3 separate regions of the Zea mays genome follow, and all the other regions are linked to region 1. A link is a contact called in public Hi-C data. All regions are on one chromosome and are shown on one strand. The core of a region is the stretch at or near the end of the contact, and the rest is flanking DNA. Distances in the headings are between cores, read along the strand shown.

The links. A called contact is a pair of places that touch in the nucleus more often than the background predicts.
Region 2: a contact with region 1 is called in a Hi-C map of leaf, with 3 times the contacts expected there. The contact joins two enhancer-like sites. A contact is called at or near these places in 2 of 25 Hi-C or Micro-C datasets (endosperm and leaf).
Region 3: a Hi-C map of ear shows a contact between it and region 1, with 3 times the contacts expected there. The contact joins two enhancer-like sites. A contact is called at or near these places in 7 of 25 Hi-C or Micro-C datasets (bundle sheath, ear, leaf and 2 more).

The regions. Positions count from the first base shown.
Region 1 is chr9:69,025,402-69,029,215 of Zm-B73-REFERENCE-NAM-5.0, forward strand. No RefSeq gene overlaps it. Among protein-coding and RNA genes, the nearest start is that of LOC100283611, 45 kb to the left of the region's middle. Within about 2 kb of position 1,815, at least 18 of the 20 cell types and tissues checked have an H3K27ac peak or open chromatin away from gene starts, as enhancers often do. A contact at or near this core is called in bundle sheath, ear, leaf and 1 more, where this site is marked.
Region 2 is chr9:68,723,306-68,727,300 of Zm-B73-REFERENCE-NAM-5.0, forward strand. No RefSeq gene overlaps it. Among protein-coding and RNA genes, the nearest start is that of LOC100282035, 59 kb to the right of the region's middle. Within about 2 kb of position 1,871, at least 14 of the 20 cell types and tissues checked have an H3K27ac peak or open chromatin away from gene starts, as enhancers often do. A contact at or near this core is called in leaf, where this site is marked.
Region 3 is chr9:69,404,894-69,408,605 of Zm-B73-REFERENCE-NAM-5.0, forward strand. No RefSeq gene overlaps it. Among protein-coding and RNA genes, the nearest start is that of LOC100278708, 27 kb to the left of the region's middle. Within about 2 kb of position 1,893, at least 15 of the 20 cell types and tissues checked have an H3K27ac peak or open chromatin away from gene starts, as enhancers often do. A contact at or near this core is called in bundle sheath, ear, leaf and 1 more, where this site is marked.

The sequences.
Region 1 (3,814 bases), core at 565-3,064:
GAATCCTAAGGCACCTCAGAATAAAAATCTCATAATCCTAGATTCTCACCCAAACGAGCTAGATTGTTGGCATTATTCTTTTTATCCGGGTTCTTTCTTGAAATCCCCTGGCACATTTGGATGGAATCCTCGGATTCTAAAGTTTCTTTCTGTATCTGAACTATTGAAATTCCTATGGATGCAAACGATCCATACGTTTAGCTGAGCTGAAACGACATCCGTTGATGGCAATCTGTGCTGCTGTTGATCTGTTGGACTACCTGACCAGATGAGTGGACTAGCTTGGTGAGAATTGGACCGGTTATTTTACTTGCTTTTGTGTGGTAGAGGAGGATGGCAAACCTAGATTGAAAACGATGACATGTGAAAAATCCAAACATTTGGGGTTTGTCGCTTTCCCCCTAAAACGCTTGGAGTGAGTTGTTCGAGTTGTTGCAATTTTGGTGGTGGTCGATTGAGTTGGCTGAGTTGACTCAGTCCGTCGTGAGTGCTTCGGTTGTTGGTCTGCACGCCGTAGTTGCAGTGATGTGCAGCACATCACCCTAATTTTGTGGGTTCTATGTTCAGATTCAGCTCAAAAGACCGGGTTGCATTTTTTTTTTGTTTTTTTGTCCCAATAATAAAATTTACGGCAAATATTTTGTGGCTATTTCAAAAAGAACTCTGAATATGCTCATTCTGTTGGTTCGGTTTGATTATTTTAATCTCAAGAGACGGCAACATAAAAGAGCGAGAAATAAAAAGGCTGCTTGGCTCTAGCTGCAACAACTAGCCAATCCAACAACATTTACTGCATGACTATAGAAAATCAGTACTCTCTGGAGTAGAGCTGTAGGCCTTTGGGTTTTGAAGGTTAGTTTGGAAACTCAAATTCCCTTTGGGATTGAAGGTAATGAGAGAGAAAATTAGTTTATTTTCACCTTAATCCCCTCTAATCTCGAAGGGGATTTGAGATTCCCAAATTAGCCCTTAGGATGTGACCTTTCAGCCGAGTGATATCCAGTCCGATAAACCAGCAGAAGCGACAGGGCCAAAGTAGAGTGAAAACATAAAACAAATAGCAAGCGGAACTGCTTAAAACTCGAACACACAATACACAATGCTTACCGTAGAGAGAACAAGGCCACAACTAGAAGTACAGCACTGGAAAAAAAAACAAGACAAGACAACAACGAGCCAACGATATAGACCCGTCCTGCAAACAGCACTGATTCTCAATTTATCCAAAAAATACAATTTAATCAAATTCATTTTGGATTGAAAATATATTTGTGATTGATGGCCTTCATGCCGTTGATATATATATATATATATATATGTGTGTGGGTGCGCGCGCATGTCAATTATCGTGTGTAATACCCAAAAGTTGGAGAAATACAATAATCCTTGAGACCAAGTGTCTAAGTGAGTTTTGTTTATTTTCTTTAGCATCTCAACAATATACAAGGGTTTGATGTAAAAGAAATTATCAAATAAAAATAACTAAAACAACTATGCACTCATGCTGATATGCTTTGATTTCTGCACTTAATTTAGTGATCAGACTTCATTGGAATTTAAAATAAAAAGGGAAAAGAAATAATAAAGGAAGAATAGAAAACAAAAAAGGGGAAAGCTTCCCTCGATCGCATGGGCCGAATTCCCCAGCCCACAGGAGCATCCCGCACGCGGCTCAGGTGGCTCACACGGGATCATTGTGCCGATAGGGAGGCACATCCTGTCAGTCGTTATCCCTCCGCACGGACCAGCCTTCTATGCTTTCTTTTACCTTCCACCGACGGGTGGGCCCTTTGGCTTAGCCCCTCACGCACCTTGCTAGCACTCGTGTGTCACGACGCTCTCTGCCACGTGGGCCCCAGAGTTCAGGCGTCGTGCTTTCCCCCCTCTGTGCGCATAGCGGGCATGGCCGTTACAAACACTGTGCCCCCTCCTGCTTATCCCTCATGCAAGGGCTGGGTGGCAGTCCCCTCGACCTGGGAGATAAGACCCAGGGCACCTACGCCCCTCCTTCTTATCCTTCGTGCAAGACTCATCGAAACCGCCACAAGAGAGAGAGTCGGGAGAGCTGTCGCCGCCGCATAGCCCGTGCGGCTTGAGAGAGAGGCGTCGTGCTGGGCGAACCGCCACTGTTAGGCTCGACCAATTGGGTCAGTGGGATTCGGCAACGCTCGAGAAGACCGGTTGTCGCATCGACGGACGAAGTGGTGATCGGAGCGCGTGACGATTTCACGCCGGAGTCGGAGCTCCATCGTCGATTCCATTGCGTCCTGCGAGCGGGCTACTTCACAGCTATCACTGGTGAGAAAACCCTTTCAAGTTGTTTGTCGCGTCTTCCTCTACGTGTAGCTCGTTCATATCGGGATTGGAGCTTCGGGAAAGTATCGGGGAACTTCGGTCGTCCTCCTCTAGGTTTGGAAGGGCGGCGCCGCTGAGTCTTGTGGTCGGGTGGGGAAGAGGGTCCCCAACCATTGATCAGGTGACAGTCGACTTAGATTAGATGAAGGGAAGCGTTTTGCAGAGATGGATCTGAGTCGTTGGATTTTGGGCATATGGATCGGATCTGGTGATGGCGTGGCGCTAAGTGGGCAGCGGAATCATGATCCAAGCGTTGAAATCGCATACCGGTTCATAGTGATGCAGATCTAATCCTGGCCATCCGATCTTGATCGGGCGGCTCTTGTGCGGCTATCCCCGTCCATCGTGCACAACTTGCATATGTGTCCCTGGCTTTATTTGAAAACAACATGTCGTCCACACAGAAGCAAATAATAGTGCATATAGGTCCTGGAACTTACACAAAGCACCCTAGATTTTTTCAAAATGTTACCAGCAGCCCAAACATGCTTCTAGTTTAATGAAATCAATTAGAAAATGATGTTCCCTTGACCACTTTTCTTTACCCAATAATATTCTCTATGATCACTTTGGCATGTTCAGGCTTAATTTTGATGGGACCCAATAGGTCACCCTAGTTTGCTTTACTTTATACCCTATTTATCACTGAACTTTTGGGTAGCATTTGCTATTGCTCTATGTGGTTTTGGGTGTTAAGACAAATATGATTTATGATCATGCTTTATTATTGTGATTCTATTCTTTAATGTTCATGATAAGATTATGGTGTTAATTGGAACATGGAGCTTAACTTGAGATAACAGTGCTACCACAAGGGTGGAATGGGACGCCCTTGGCCAAGTAATTAGGAAAGTTAGGGAGAGATTACCTTACCTGAAAGGGGCAAGCGGGGAGGCATCGCTGCAGAGTATAGGGAGGTTCTTGGGTCGGACTATCTATTTAGCTTTCCGGACGAGGGATTCCTATGCTTCCTTCTTCCTTCTTTCTGAATCTGTAGCGGGTCTTCTCGAACTAGTAGAACTTTGGAAAGGCCTTGTACTGCTACCTTGCCTCGTCTCCTCGATAGAGATGAATGGAACTTTTAGACCCCTTAGCAAATGGGGCGTCCACGCGCCACTACACCGACGCACCACATCCCCACTAGCCTGACTCCACCGCTACCCTAGATATAACCTCTATTTCTGTATCATGATCGTAGATCACATAACCCAGTTAGGTGTCTCATGTTCGAAAGAGACACAGTGTAAATATGTGGATCTTTGCATATCTATAATTGTATCTATTTCGAATTGTCCATATTTTTTGGACAGCCCGTGGTTGCGTAGATAGGGTTAATTTCCATGCTTTACTCTCATCTGAGACAGAGTTTCTGTAAAGCCCAAAATTGGTAGGAGAAAATAATAATAATAATGATGAAATAATTAAATAAATATATTTAAGATAGTGTTTTAGGGACTTT
Region 2 (3,995 bases), core at 621-3,120, 300 kb before region 1:
AAGACAATGATACAACAACCATAGTTGACTAGGAGACGACGGCCTAGAGCTCTCACGAACTCATCGTGGCATCCTTATGTTCCACAACTTGTAGTACCTATCCTTGACCTGGGGGATGTGAGTACAGCAAGTGTGAGCTCACATACGTTCATCACTCAACAAGTTGTGGGGAATAATGTGCATGAGCTCACTTACAGTTGGGCTCATGTGAAGTGTAAGGCTTACCAAAGGAGATGGTTAAAGCTGAGCATTGCTTTTAAAGTTGGTCAAAATTTTATTAGCGGTTACTAAGTATAAGTAGATACCAACTTAATTAAATAAGAGATCACAATTAATAATAACACGCACAATGCAATGCATATGACAAATTAAGTTTAGTTCCATAAGTTAATCATGCAAGACTCTTGAGTCGCTCTTGACCGTGAGCATGGCTGATATACCAGTTTTACACTCTGCAGAGGTTGCGCCCTTTACCCACAAGTCGTGTTACCCATCTGCCAAGGGATCGCGACTTTCCATTCATCGCCAAGGAGACGAGATAGGGTAGCACTACGAGGCCTTTACAAAGTTCCACTAGCTTCAGAAAACCTGCTACGGTTTCTGAGAAGGGCAATATAGGGATCCCTCGTCCGAAAAGCCATCACAACATGATCGACCCGAGAACCTCCCTATACTGTAGCTCCTCTACCACCCTTGCCCCATTAGCTTTCATAATTAGTCAGCCAAAAGCGTCCCTTTCCACCCTTGTGGTAGCACAGTTATCTCAAGGTAAGCTCCATGTTCCAACTAAAACGATGATCTTGTCATGAATAATAATTAAAACAATAGCATAATTGGAACATGATCATAATTCAAATGTAACATTAATCCCAAAACCAAGTTGAGCAATAGCAAGTCTACCCAATAGTTCATTTGTCTGCAAGGGGTGGGGTAAACAAGACTAGGGAAACCTATTAGGTTCCATCAAATTAACCTGAGTAAGTCACAGTCATTAATAGAGATCATTATTAGGTAAAGAAGAGTGATCAAGGGCACAACTTGCCTTAGACTTGAGATCCTTGGTATCAAGTTGGTCTTCAGATTCTCGTGACCTCACCGCTATTCGTAGCAATACATACAAATAGACAAGGATCACATAAAAATAACACTACACCAAACATGAAAACAAACAACGTAAGAATATTCTACGCGCTGCTACAAGATAGTAGGTTCGATAATCACTAAAATCGGACATACAGTTAAAATGATATAGTATTCTCAAGTTTTAGGTGATTAGATAGTAACTCTTTTATTCTTTATTGATTAATATAAATCAGAAAGGTAATGACAAATAAATAACCAGTTTATCTTTAATCTAGTTTATAACTTGACTAGAGGTTATATTTTAGTCAAACTCTAGTCATGGATATACTAACTTTGTTTAGAAGGTTTAATCTACTAAGCATAGGTTAAATGAATATTTATTTTTGCAAACATGTTATTTGATAAAATGATGTTACAAAGGCGTAGGTAACATTTTTACAGAACGAACGCAACTTGAACGGGTTTAATCGGAGTTAAGAAACGAGAGGTATAGATCTTGTAAGTTTTAGGTTAATTTTACTACTAAAATAGGTTCCGGAGACCAAATTGCGAAGGCAAAGGACCCATGTGTAATTGTTAATGTAAACCCAAGGACCCCAAATGTAATATTCCTATACTACGACTGGATGGCGGGTTATTTTGTAAAGAGTCCAGGGGCCTCTTTGCAACTCGCACCGGGCGAAGGGGGTATTGGCCCATCCTGGCCGTCCGATCAGATCTGGACGCACCAGATTAGACTATGCCCCCCGATACGGTACATAATATGAACCCTAGGATTCAAGGTATGTGGCCTAGATTTTATGAGCACGGGATATAATCCTAGCTGTCACCACGAGATTCGACGGCCACGATCTTAACACTGAAGAGAATGTCTCCGATCAAATCCTAATCGTCCGTTCCACGATCGACGGTCACCCTTGTCTCTTCTTTCTCCAACCAGTCACTGCGGCGGATGCCGGTCAACGGCAGCGCCATTGCTGGCAATCCCCCTGGTGATCATCCAACCTCGAACAGTTCTACGTACAGAGTCGAACGAGGCAAACATGACAGCTTAGGGCTTATCGGTGGTTGGTGTTGTCTTCGCCCATGACAAATCACTGCCCGTAGAGGCGCTCTTGACACCGATGAGGAATTTTCCGTGCTCCGACTGCAATCCACGCACGAGAGAGCCATGGACCGGAGTGAGGTCACACAACGACTCGCCCTGACCACAAGATTAATCTCGTAGGGCGGCGCAGGCGTGATGCCCACGCGATGGCTCCCTCTGCCACTCTCTATGCCAAGGCAGAAAACGTCCGACAACACCCTCAAATCTCTCTCGGCCACCAGAAAGGGATGAGGAGGAGGGGCAAGCTACTGGTCTGCTTTATACTTGAATGTGCGTGTCATCGGATCGAGGATTACGGACGGGGTTACGAGGATAGCGGCGAGGTTTGTTATGGTGCTCTGGTTGTTACAAACACAGAGGAAGCTTCTGACCTGCCAGACCCACAAGTCAATGACGATTCGGGTGTTTGCCGTGGTAGGAAGAGGCTGTCCCCGGGCCCCGTGATGCAGCAGCATAAAACGCGTTGCGCGCGGGTGGGGTTTTGGGCTGACTCAATTCGACCCCAAGTGGCTATAAACACGCGTTCGAGGAGCTTGGCGTGCAAGCCCGTATGTCAACGCAAGAAAAACCCAAGTCGGCCCCCGCGTGGTGTTGTTTAGATTGGCCGATCGAGGGTTTTTCGTCCCATTCGGTCTATGGTCTCTTTTTTCTTTTTAATTCCTTTTCTATTGTAATTTTCTTTTATTTTCTGATTTTAGTTCTATTGCCATATTCGAATTCAAACAAAATGCAAAAACAGGGAAAGTCCAACATGGATGAATTATTATTATGCTAATTATTCAACCCCTTTATATGCAATGCACACACACATTGTTCTTTTTAAAGATAACATTATTTTGGATGTGAAGTTCAATTAAAAGTTCTTTCAAATACTCAATATCTTATTTGTTTTTAAGATAAAATTTATGATATATAATCTCCATTAAGAGATACTAGTCTCTATTTCAACTTATATAGCAAAAGTCCCTATGATGATCTTTTGTATTTAATCTATGATTTGGAGTTCAAATTTATTTAGATTATGAAAGAATCTTTTTAATAAATCCCCAATTATGATTTTAGGTAATGCATATGTAAATGTGTTTAGTGTTTAACTTACATGTCCATTCGTGGCAGCACATCGATGAATGTCTGACACGTCCAAGAGTGTGATATGGGATAACATATTTTGAAGGTTAGTTAGCTCTTCAGCTGCTTGATCTGAAAACTGTTGGGGACTCGTTCTCAAATGCTATAAATTAAGAACAAGGCAACATAAAATGTTAAATGTTAATGCCCTTCGTCCGCTGAAGCATTATTTCCTTAAGGATTTAATGAACTTCGGACGAAGGTTAAAGACGGTACAATTACGAAGGTTGAATCTTCGTAATTGAACTCTCAGAGATTGTATAAAATAATTTGAGATATGAAGCATTAACGACAAGTAAATTATAAATAAACAACATCATTCTCATATTATACAAACTTGATGTATTCAAATGTTAGATACATTTATACCTCTGCCTTGGCAAAGAATAATTTCCGAGTGATGCAATTGCAATTGCAGGAATGCATGAACAGTAAAGGAATACTATTCACTATTTATAGGCACAGGACACAGCCTATGAGGAATTACAATCATGCCCCTCATAAAAGTTTACAACATTGACTCAGACCTTTATGGACTAAAAGGTCATTCTATCTTTAAGTCGGTTCGTCCCTTCACCTTCGGATATGTTGTATTATCAAAGCTTCATGAATGATACCTTCGGCGTCACGTACGGGCAGCTTCAGCCGAAGCTGTCTCTTTCTGCAGGACCTTCGG
Region 3 (3,712 bases), core at 643-3,142, 380 kb after region 1:
ATTATGAGTTTAACAAAACTCAAACGTGTTGATAGCTTCTCCGGCAACAACAATGGGAATAAAACCCTAAGTATGGAATTACTCAGCAAGACTGACCCGACTAAAGAAAAGACCCTCAAGGATATGCTAGTTGTTGGGAATCAAGGTAAAGCTTACCAAATTTCAAAGACTTAGTTTTGCAGAAAAGCTTACTAGTAGTGGGTCCTTAAGCCAAACTTTTACTTCACAAGTTAAGTTCATTTTCTGCATCTAGATTTGCCTAATCTAGAGCATTCACTTGTCCTATACTAGCTTCATTTTAGCATCTTTTGTTTCACTTGTTAACTACGCTGAGGGTCGAAGATCTAGTCTTCATATCCGAGAAGTTTGGCGATGCGAATCGATTAATACCCAGCTGGGGATCTCCAACCACACGACATATGTAGCACTTAACCCTTGCATATGTCAACTCGGCCATGGGTTTCTCAAGACCAGAATAGGTCCCCGCCAACCGATAGCTCAGTACCCCACCATCCAGCCTCTTGCCAGGTGGATACACGATACTCTCGCCATCTCTCCACTCCCATTGCGGGCCAACCTTTCTAGTATTGGTCCAACCGAGGCTAAGCTTACCAATGATGAGGCATGTGGCCAGTTAAAGGGTCCTAGATCAACAGGCCAACAATCGGAATGGTCCTTAATCGACATAGACAGTACGACCTTTCCTGCTCAATGTCTGGTCTCACATTAAATTATTTATGAAAACCTGGTACCTGTTAGAGGTACCCTTCTAAAATGATGAAGTCATCAAGGCCTTTGATACCTTCATCATTCTAGTTCATTTTTCTTTGTAAAAACAAGATTCATAGATCAAAACATTTTTGTTCCTAGTCTATAAGCATACTAACCACGTCTAGCTTTTCAAATCAGGTATCAAGGATGATAATCAATAATTCAAGGAAGTTATGCAGCAAAGGGTTAATCATTAAATTCCTACCACCTAATGCAGCATATAAGTGATAAAAGTTTTAAAACAGCAAGTAGGTGGTAAATGCACCGGGGCTTGCCTTTGTGAGGAGGAGAGTCGGGCTCTTCTATAAGGATATTGCAGTTAGCAGCAAATCCAAATGGGGCACCTTCTGGAGGACCTTCGGCGATAACCTCAGTTGGAGAAGTTTCAGGTGGAGGAACAGGCTCCTCTTCCACTTCCACTTCAAATTCTTCTTCTAGGTGCTCTACAAGTCAACTAGAAATACATGCTCATGTAATGATATGATATGCACAATCTCACAAGGGAAAGGTGGAATGCTCAATTATTCTTAAGTAAACATATAGTTATTATACTTATAGTTTTAGGTTATCTAATGATGGCTTAAAGTGGTCCAACTAAATCTACTTCAAAGTATCAGAGAACATATACTCCAAAGCTTGCCAATATTGGTGTTTGACATTATGTGTGACTCAAGTTTGATCCAACCCTAAATTAGTATTAAAGATTAGTGTGTTTTAAATACTCATACATAGTTAGTTTCTGGTTTTCTAATTAAATAAATTCCAAACATGCTCAAACTTTGACCAGGAGTTATTCTAAAGGTATATAAATTTCTCAAAATTTTCTATGATTTTTGGACCTATGGTTTTATTTCTAAAATTCTTTCAAGCTTCTCAAGCGTACTTTAAAATAACTAAGAATTTACTTATTATGGCAAAAACCCTAAGAATAATTTTAATATAAACTACATAATTTCGTGGGCTCTACAAAATTAGTTTAGTAATTTTTTGCAGTTTCCTATAATTTATAATGAATTTTGCAACCTGCTACTCAAAAGAAAAAGGAAAACCACCAATGGTACTGGCCCGAAACCATACGCTCGGCCCACGGGTTTGCCAGAGCACGGCCCCACATCAGCCATTCTCGCCCGCGCCTATCCTTTTTGCGGCCAAGTCCCTACTGCCCAAATTAATTTCACCGAGCCTATTCTACTATTGCAGTGAGTCAAAGTCCCACGCGTTTAACCCCTCGGTCTTCGTTTCTTTTACCACGGCGGGTCCACGACACCGCCGCGCTAGAGTGTCGGCGAGCCGAAATCCAACTAGCCAAAGGGGCCGTCCCCAGCGAAAATCGAGGCACCCCCGCATGCCCCGGACCAAGGCGAACTCACTCAGGGTAGAAACGGCTACGGAGACCTTAAGAGCTATGTTCACCGTGACACCGGTGAACACAAAAGTCCGGCGAGCCACGACTAGAACCTAGGACATGGTAGAACTTAAACGAAGAGTATGGGGAGCATCAGTGGCTCACCGAGCACACGATGCTCATCAAAGTTTGCTTGGAGAAGTCGTAAGCGGATCGGTCAACGTTGGGGGTGGTTCACGGCGTCGATCCACGACGGCAAGCCGGTGTTCTGGACCAACCAGAATGTTAGAGATCAAACGGGCAATTCGGTGGGCTTCACCATCAAGCGTAAGCATTGGAATACTAAACCCAGGGCACAAAATTATACCGTGTTAGCCTGACCTTGATGGGGTGAGACGTCGGCGGCGTGATCACCAAACGCAGGGAATCGCTGTGCGAAGGACTTGGGCAAACACCCGGTGCGGCTAGGGGAGCGCTAACACAGACATGAAGACGTGAGCCACTACAACCCACGGTGAACTGAACTGAACTAAGGGGGGGGGGGGGGGGGGGGGGGGGGGGGGGGGGGGGGGCAGCGAAGGCTCCTGAGCCTGGCTCTTAAGCAAATGGGACAAAGTGTATGCACTAGCTAGGTTCAAAGAAATCAGGATGAGGAGGGACCTCGAGGTACCATCAGTTACATGAGTGTAGGCACGTGGCTTCACTTCCCCACTCCACACAGGACCAATATACAGAGAGGTAAAGAGTGGAGGCTTAATCCTGTGCTGACAGCAAAACACATGAGTAGTTGAGTCACCATTTATGATATGCTCAATTCTGCCTCTGTTGCCTTCACGCCATTTTGTTCAGGATAGAGTTATTCTCATCCATTTTTTTCTAGAGTTTCCTGGAAGGGTGTAGTAGATTGGGATCCTGTCTGCTGATATTTTTTTTATCCTAGCTGAACTAGTCGAACTTGAATGCAGGACCAAATTGGGACCCCTTTTTCTCTCAATTACCAATAGCAACAGATCCATCTTAATTCACAAGAGTTATTCCCCAACCATAGATCTACTAACTTGCTATAGCAACCCATGGTTCAAAATACTCAGAACAAGAGTTATGGTGTACCAAAGTAGAGCAAAAAGACTGAAACACCCAGTTTCAGCTAACTGAAACAGCTCACCCCCAACCTGACATAGAAAATTTCAACACCTTTTTCTTCACATTTTACTCAGTAGCAAGCCCAACTCTCAACATGAAACTGTTTCACCTTCAAATTATCTTCCATCTTGCTATAAAACTTTTGGACCAAAACCTCATGAAATTGTCACAAAAATGCTCGAAACCGGGCATCATGCACTGCAAATTCAGTTTTCAGTGACTGAACATAATTCAATTACAGCCAACCTGACAGCTGATCTTGGAACCAATGTTTCTCCAGGTTTTGTATAAGATCAAGTCCCTCACCCTTAAATACATTTGTTCATTTATAGATAACCTCCATTTTTGTTATAAGGATCTCAGCTCAAAATTGCCTAGAAAAGGCACCACACAGCTCCAAAGTAGAGCCAAATACTGAAACTCAAATCTGTTCACTATTCATTATCTGGAAAC